2 separate regions of the Macaca mulatta genome follow, and region 1 is linked to region 2. The links are chromatin contacts, called in public Hi-C maps. All regions are on one chromosome and are shown on one strand. Each heading gives the region's core, a stretch centred on a gene start, on an enhancer-like site or on the middle of the called end of the contact. The rest is flanking DNA. Distances are from core to core; before and after follow the strand shown.

The links. Hi-C and Micro-C count contacts between places; a contact is called where the count stands out from the background.
Region 1: a contact with region 2 is called in a Hi-C map of fetal cortical plate, with 4 times the contacts expected there. The contact joins the promoter of PPA1 here to the promoter of PCBD1 in region 2. A contact is called at or near these places in 2 of 14 Hi-C or Micro-C datasets (fetal cortex germinal zone and fetal cortical plate).

Annotation. Positions count from the first base shown.
Region 1 is chr9:79,398,401-79,402,454 of T2T-MMU8v2.0, reverse strand. PPA1 (inorganic pyrophosphatase 1) reads right to left here and starts at 2,790. Exons shown (of 11, transcript XM_015147456.3): 1 at 2,659-2,790. The coding sequence starts at 2,722. It also overlaps the pseudogene LOC100425012.
Region 2 is chr9:78,747,529-78,751,469 of T2T-MMU8v2.0, reverse strand. It overlaps PCBD1 (pterin-4 alpha-carbinolamine dehydratase 1), which reads right to left and starts at 1,437. Exons shown (of 4, transcript NM_001266886.1): 1 at 1,410-1,437. The coding sequence starts at 1,412.

The sequences.
Region 1 (4,054 bases), core at 1,541-4,040, 650 kb before region 2:
TACACATTTTTTTTTTTTTTGCAGCAATTCATCTTTATTTCTTATTTTCCTCTGGGCGTGCAGAATCTGATATATTTCACCCCAGGTATATTTGGGATAGTTGGCTCTTCACTGGGTCAGGATGGCTGGGTGCCTTCTCCCCTGGCACGGTTCTCTTCTCTGCAGGGCGAGGGGCAGGGAGCTAGTAGAACCTCGCAATGCCAGCCACAATGGCAGACCCAGTGGAGCCCAGGATGAATTTGGTCAACCCGGAGAGTCCAGTTGCTCCCAGTGACTGCAGAGTAGCCACAAGGCTGCCCGGGGCAACTCCACCCCCATTGGCAATGGCCACTGTGGACATCATCTTGGCTGCTATGGAGGACGAGGTGATTCCCGTCGCAGTGAAGCCCATGGCGCTGAGCACCATGGGCACAGCCTCCACGGCCACAACTCCTCCAATCACGACTGTAGCAATCCTCGCCAGGGGTAAGACTACGGCACGGCTAGAGGCCACCCTGGCCACTTTGGCCACACCGGTCACTGCTGATGAGGTGAAAGCTGAGGCCACCATGCCTGCTCGGGTTAATTCCCTGGCCCAGAGAAGGAGAGTTCCTGAGAATGTGAAGCTGACCCCACCATCTTAAGCTCGGATGTGTTCCACCAGTACACATTTTTAAACCAAGATATTATTCTCACACTAAGCTGGGCGCAGTGGCTCACGCCTGTAATCCCAGCACTTTGGGAGGCCAAGGTGGGCGGATCATGAGGTCAGGAGTTCAAGACCAGCCTGACCAATATGGTGAAACCCTGTCTCTACTAAAAATACAAAAATTAGCCGGGCGTGGTGGCAAGTGCCTGTAATCCCAGCTACTCGGGAGGCTGAGGCAGGAGAATCACTTGAACCCGGGAGGCTGAAGTTGCAGAGTACCACTGCACTCCAGTCTGGGCAACAGATCAAGACTCTGTTTCAAAACACAAACAATAAAACATAAAAGTCCTTTTAGGGTCAATTGTGACTTTGCAGTCTGTCCAGTCCTCTATCAGTTTTAGAGAAACTGACAAATGTAATATTACAAAGCTAAAAAAAAGTTTATTTATATTAAGGAAGGATAAAGCACTTAAAATTTGATAACTATATAGTGGGTTCTAATTATTAGTATTTCTTAAGTTCCAGAGAGTTCCACTCGACAAAAACAGTTACTTCAGCTAGTGCCAAATTCTAGAAGTAGCTTTGGTCTCCCATAACGGAAGATATATATAACATATATATTATATATATAGAGAGAAAATATTAATTGCAAATAACCTAAGTAAAAGCAGTGTATTTATTCTGCATATACAGCTTGAAGATCCACCCCTCACCTTCAAACCAGTCACCTCTGTAAGCCCTTCCTACAGAGAAATTCTGGAGCCAACACTATTTCCAGAAAAACAGTTCCATGAATTATTAGTCAAAAGTCACTGCACTGCCCTTGTTGCTTAATTGCAAAATTAAATAAAATGGGGAGGGGTGGGTAGTTCTCACGCTTCCTGGATTTTTCTGATAGTTAACCTTCAGCTAGATGTTTGCTTTACGGTTCACTTTCCTTTTCCTCCCGCACCAGGCTACTTTTTGCTAGGAGCTTTGTTCCTTCAATGCCTATTCCCATTCGTCCCCTCTACTCCCCGCTTCCCGGTCCTTCATACACCAACTCAGAGTTCGAGGTACCTGCCCATTTCCTTCCAAATAAAACTGTAAAGAGATTAAAATAGAAGCGCTTGTGGTGACACATTTACGAACGCCTCCGTTATCGCCCATAATCTACTCCTAGTAGCTGGGGGTGGGGGGAGTAAGAGGATAAAGAAAAACCCCAAGTAGATTTCCTCCACCTACAAGGCCAAAAAAAAGGTGGTGCCCTAAGGAGCGTGGAGGGCGCCAGCCTGCAGCCTCCCGGTTTCCCCGTGCAGCCCTAGGTGCAGGACCCGGGGTAGGTACCCCCTAGACGCCGAATCCTGCAAAGGTAAAAAACTTGGCACTTTCTCAGTCATTCTTCCAGATTGACGTCATCTGTTTGATTTGAGAGGAACAGCTTTCTGTTTCATAAGGATTCCCAGCATCGGCGCTGAGGGAACACAGGCGGCGGAGAGGCAGGAGCGCTACCGGGACCCCGGAGGACCGGTCCAGCGCCTTCACAGAGGCTCCCGATCCGGGCCTCAGTTTCCCCTTCTGTAAAATGAGGGGGTGGACTTGGCTCCGCTCAGCGCCCATAATCTGAGCTACGGCGGCGGAATTAAGGTCTTTAGGAAGTCACTGCCCCCCCTCGGAGTCGCCGTCCCTCCAAACTGAGCAATCCTCTTACGGGCATTATGCTACCTCCAGGCACCTTTCTAGAGTGGGTCTGTGATTTCCTTTTCCCATCAGACCCTGTCCGAGTCGGACACATGCAAAACTAGCTGGGCCCAGGTTCGGGTACCCCGTGGCGTGAGAAAGGGACCATCGCCGTTCAGCGGGGAGGGATGGCCGGAGGCGACCCCCGCTGCCCCGACCGGCGGCGGCAAGTGTGCAATGTGAGGGCCGGCCAGGCCCCACAACGCGTCGGAGACTTGGGGCCGAACGCGGGCCGCACCCTCCCGGGGAGGCGAGGCCCGGGAATGAATGGGCGGACCGGCGCGGAGGGGCCGGGGACCGCAGACACTCACTGAGGAATACTCGGTACTCCAGGGAGAAGGGAGCGGCGCGCTCCTCGGTACTGAAGCCGCTCATGGTGCCGGAGTCCAGCCGCCGCAGCTGCCACAGAGCCACCAGCCCGCACGCGGCGCCGACAGACAAGCAGAGAGCCCCGCGCCTGCGCACTACGAGTACTGGACCGGTGGGCGGGGCGGGGAGCGCCTTTAACGCGGCTCCGCTAGCGTTCCCGCCCCCGCCGGGCCAACCCCGTGCGCAGGCGCACTCCGCACTCCCGAGCCCCGCCCCTCGGGCCCAGCCTCTGCGATGACAGTGGGGGATCAGAGTCTGGGCCACGTGGCTGCCGCCGGCGCTGGCTCTATTCCTTCGGCATTGGGCTCTGACCCGGGAGGGCAAATGCGCAGGCCCTAAGCTTGGACTAGCTAGGAGTTGACGGCCGACCACGCACACAGGGAACTCACCTTTGATTCTCACACACTCCTCCCCGCAGACCTATTCCTTATCTCAAAAGGCGATGATAAGTCATCTGCTTCCCCAGACAGGCCCTGCTTGCGGTCTTAAAGGTGAGCATTTTTCTGATCCGTCTTAACAAAGTTGAGCCATACTGACGCCCCTAGTGGCTAGCAGTAAGGTACTCGCTCTTCCACTTTCTATAACCTCTCTGACTCCGTTGCTTATCTGGGAAGTGAAGATAGTAATAGTAACTATTTCATGAGTTACTGGGATGATTACCCGAGTTAATACACGTCAAAGGCTTGGAGCAGAACCTGGGTCTTTGTAAACACTCTGGAAGTTGTTACTGTCACCCTCCCCAGTGGGGGAAGATTTACTACCCCCTTTCCCCTACCCGCCCCCCACCACCTTACTTAACCCACCCGGGTCCCCAGGGGCTTCAGATGGAAGCATTGGGAAGGTCCAGGCGTGAGCTAGAGTCGCGTGAAGGATTGCTCTTAGGGATAGGCTCCTCTGAGCTTGTTTTCCTGTTTATATTTCATCATGTCAGGCCAGACCCCAAAAACTAAAGTCTGATAGAGGCAATGGGCAAATATTTGCATCACTTACCTACCTCCCCGGGCATACATGTTAAAGAAAAAAAGTATGTCCAAAATCCTCAATATAAATTAGAAAATTATTATTTACATTTCAAAGAATGCCTAGTTTTATTTGTTAAAAAATTTTCATGGCCAGGATTTATTTAAATAACTTTTCCTAGAGCATTAAAGATAATGTGTCTTAAGGACATTTTGAATTAAACTCTTCTTTTCAAAACAATGTCTATTGTAAAAAATGAATATTAAATGAAAACCTAGTAAGATCTCCAGTTAGTTATGGTGTCCCTCCCTTTGTCTCTGTCCAACTCCCAAATCCCACTGACACCCATTAATTTTCAGAAGGCTGTGATTCACTGAT
Region 2 (3,941 bases), core at 188-2,687:
CACAGATCATCAGGAGGTGCCAATGGGACACTTTAGGAAACTCCACTGCTATAAAGCAAATGTCATCTGCATTACAAAAAAATACCTCCTAAGGCAAGTAGGCTTGTGATGGGCCTGGTAGCATTTGTGGTAGCTGAAGCATCGCAGTGCTTTCCTAAGTCCGTCTTTTTTCCCTCCTGTTTCCCTCCTGAAAACGTGAGCTCTCTCCGGACTGAGGGAGCTTGGCCCCTCTCCTCTCCTCGGCTCTAGATGGCTACAGGGATTGAATGGCAGCAGCGATTTGCATCATCTGCCCAGTAGGGAGGTCTCTACTCCAGAGCTGGCCCTCTCCCCGTGGCTGACTGCCTGGTCCGTGTATCCAGACAACCAGAAGTCAGCCAAAGCATCAGAGCCCACTGTTTACTTCCTTGGCTCTTAAAGGGATGGGTGAGTCCAGGTGAGCTCTTAGGAGGCTTCCCTTTCTCGGTAGAGCCTTCTGGAACCCCCCAAGTCGCAGAGCCTGGGGCTGAACTGACAAATCTTCCAGGTGCCGGCTCTGGAGAGGGGGACGGTGCCCTGTTTGCTTAGTAAATCCCCGCCAGGTCTTGCCTCCTCTGGCGAGGTGTGGGGAGTGGTCGCCGATTTCCCAAGCCTGCATCTCTGGGGGCCTCAGCGCCCCTCACAAACAGCCCCACTCATCCTCCCTCCCCCAAGTCCCTCTCCCATCAAAAGGCCCTCCCAGTCTTGCCTGCTCCGAAGGCCTGTGGGCCAGAAACGGTCTGATGAAGCGCCCGAGCTTACAGCAGAGCAAGGGGCCCGCCCCCGCCCCGGGGGTAGGTGGGGGAAGCTAGCCCGGGAGGAGGGCTGCTCCTGCGCCACCAAGCCCCCGCGGCCGGGCACCGGCCTCAAACCGGCGCGGAGGCTGGCTCTGGAGCCCGGGACCGCACATGGGCTCAGAGCGTGAGTCCCAGGCGGACAGACCCTGTATCCAGAGTGCGAGCGGGAAGGGGCGCGGACGGGTACGCACAGGAGCGCGCAAACTCAGCCTGCCTCTCGCTCCCACCCCAGTATAAAGCCGAATCGGGCCACTAAGGGGACGAGATCTGCGAACTCTCCCACCACGGTCCTCCCCGGCCCTGTAAGGTCGTAGGCCCCGCCCCCAGCAGGGTCCGGGAACAAGCACTGGCCTGGGTCAGGGCAGGCCTGGCCTCCCAACTGGCTGGGACCGGGACCCGCCATGCCCCTCTCAGGGCCTCAGCTTCCCCTCCCCGCCGCCGGCGACAGGGACCCGGGCAGAGACCCCACTCTCGGACCCCGGCGGCTCCGCAGGAGGCTCGAAAAGACCCTCCCCCGCCCCGTCCCGCTCCCACCTCGCCCGCTGCTGCCCCGGCCCCGCTGCCCCGATCGCGGCGGCGCACCCCTGGACTCACCATGGCGCGGGCGGCAGCAGGTGGCCGGCGGAGAGGGCAGGCGGCGGCCGGGCGCGCAGGCGGCCGTCCCGGGGCGGGGCCGCGCTCGGACCGCCCTCCGGTAATGATTAACGTCCCCAGCCAGGGACGCGCTCGGCCTGCTTCCTTCCAGCACTTTCCTCGCTGCTCAGAGCCAATCCTCCGAGCTTGTTTCAGGGAGCTAGGGTGAAGCATGAGGGCTCCAAATGCCCACTTCAGGGTTGGAATCCCAGCCCGCCGCTTACAGCTGGGTGGCCCTGGGCGCCAGAATAACTATTTATTTCTTTATAAAAATCTTTTATTTGGATAGAATTGACATGCAATAAGTTGCACATATTCAACGTGTACAATTTGATGAATTTTAATGTTTCCCTCGTGAGACCGACACTGAGATCAAGATTATGAACATATCAAGTTTCCTTGATGACTAATGATATTGAATATCTTTTCATGTACTTATTTGCTAAGGATAAGTCTTTTTTGGTGAATAGCATGTTTGAATTTCCTGCCCATTAAAAAAGAAATTGGGTTGTTTGTTTTCTTACCGAGTTTTGAGGGTGTTTTTTTCTGGATATAAGGACATGATCAGGCAGTGCTTTTCAAATATTTTCTTTGAATTATCTTACGCTGCCTTTCAAAGAGCAAACGTTCTTAATTTTGATGAAATCCAATTTATCAAATGCTTCTTTGATAGATTTCTATTTTGATGTTGTACGCATAGAAATCTTGGCCTAACACGAGATCACAAAAGTTTTCTCCTATGTTTTAGAGCTTTGGGTTTTACATTTAGTCTGTGATCCACATTGAGTAAATATTTTTGTATGCTTCAAGTTATAGATCCAGATTCACTTTTGCACATGGAGATTCAGTTATTCCTTTCTCCACTGAATTGTCTTCGCACCTTTGTAAAACATCAATTGATTATATATGTGTGGGTTTATTTCTGAGCCCTTTCTTCTGTTCCATTGATCTGTTTGTCCATCATGACAGGACGCTACCTTGTCTTGATTATTATAGCTTTATAATAAGTCTTAGAGTCAGGTTAGAAAAGTCCTCTCACATTTTACATTTTTTCTGTTACCTTTTATTCTTGTACTCCATTTTTATTCCCCCCCGCCCGCCGCCACGGCCCATAGCAGCCTCTCTAATGTGTTAATGTGTATTTTTGTTTGCACACGTTCTTGCAAAATGTGTGGTGTTGTTTCGTCTATATGTATTTTTAAATTTATGTAAATGGTATTATGTAAATATATTACATTTCTCAGTCTGTTTCTTACAAAACAGAGTATTTAGTGGAAAATTAAGATCTACCCATGTCGCTATATGTATATTCAATCTGTAGCTTTTAACTGCGGCCTAGTATTTTGTAATGAGAGTCTGCCGTGGTTTCTTGTTCTATCAGTGATGGATACTTAGGTTCCCTCCAACTTTCTGCTGCTACCACCACCTCCCAAATCCGTGAGTATGTGGGCACACACACACATACACACACAGAGTTAAACAACAATGCTGCTGCAGTGAACATCTCTAATAGCTCCCGGGGCTGTGGGCAGTTTCTTAAGTATATTCATACCCTATGAATCCAGCAATTTCCCGCATGGGTGTGTATCTCAAAATAGTTCCAGATAATGTCCAGAATGGGGACACCAGTCCTCATTCTCGCCCGCACAGTGTGAGGGGGTACTATTTCCATATGCACCTTACACATACATACTCACACTTCCTGTTAGCCAGCTTTTTATTTTTTGTCAGGCTAATAGCTATAAAATGAGAGTTTATTGTGAAGCAGGATTTCTTTTGACCCCTTTGCTGGGGTTGCAGCAGGGAGTGCCCTATGTATTCAGCTTGCAGCCCACATCTGGTTTGCGTTCCAGCCCACAGCTCATGTGGCCACTGCAACTGCATGCTCAGCCCCTGGCATGAGGGAGCATCTGAGCGAGTGATGCAGGGTTTGGCCAGCTGCATCGAGCCATGACACGGGAGCAGGCTCCGTGTGGCGCCCATGGCCGGACCAGGTGTGTCACCCCAAGGAGACTGTGGCAGCACCCAGGCAGGGGTGCCTGAAGCCCCAGAGAGGAGTGTTACAGAGCTAATTAGCTCTTTTTGCTCCACCATCTGCAGCCTGATGGACAGCAGCATGTTAGCAGCTCTGTCAGCCCCTTTCTCCACTCTGGCCTGTGGCTCCAGGACCAGCTTGGCCCTGGTGCTGCTTCTGTTCTGTGGGGCAGCTGCCTCCACCAGTGAGGGCAGACGGCCAGTGTTACAGCGTTTGTGGATGCCGTTTGGTGGGTCCTGAGCTCTTGTCCTGCATCCAAGAAGAAAGAGGTCATGCTGACAATTGAAGGGTAGTGAGGATGGAGAATTTTATTGAGTGATGAAATGGCTCTCAGTGGAGAGGGAACGAGAAGGTCGGGTTGTCTCCCTCAGTGTGGCTGAGTCTAGGGAGTTTTATAGGCACAGGATCCGGGCAGAGCAGGCTGTAGGTAGTATTAGAAAAGTCAACATTTGATTTGT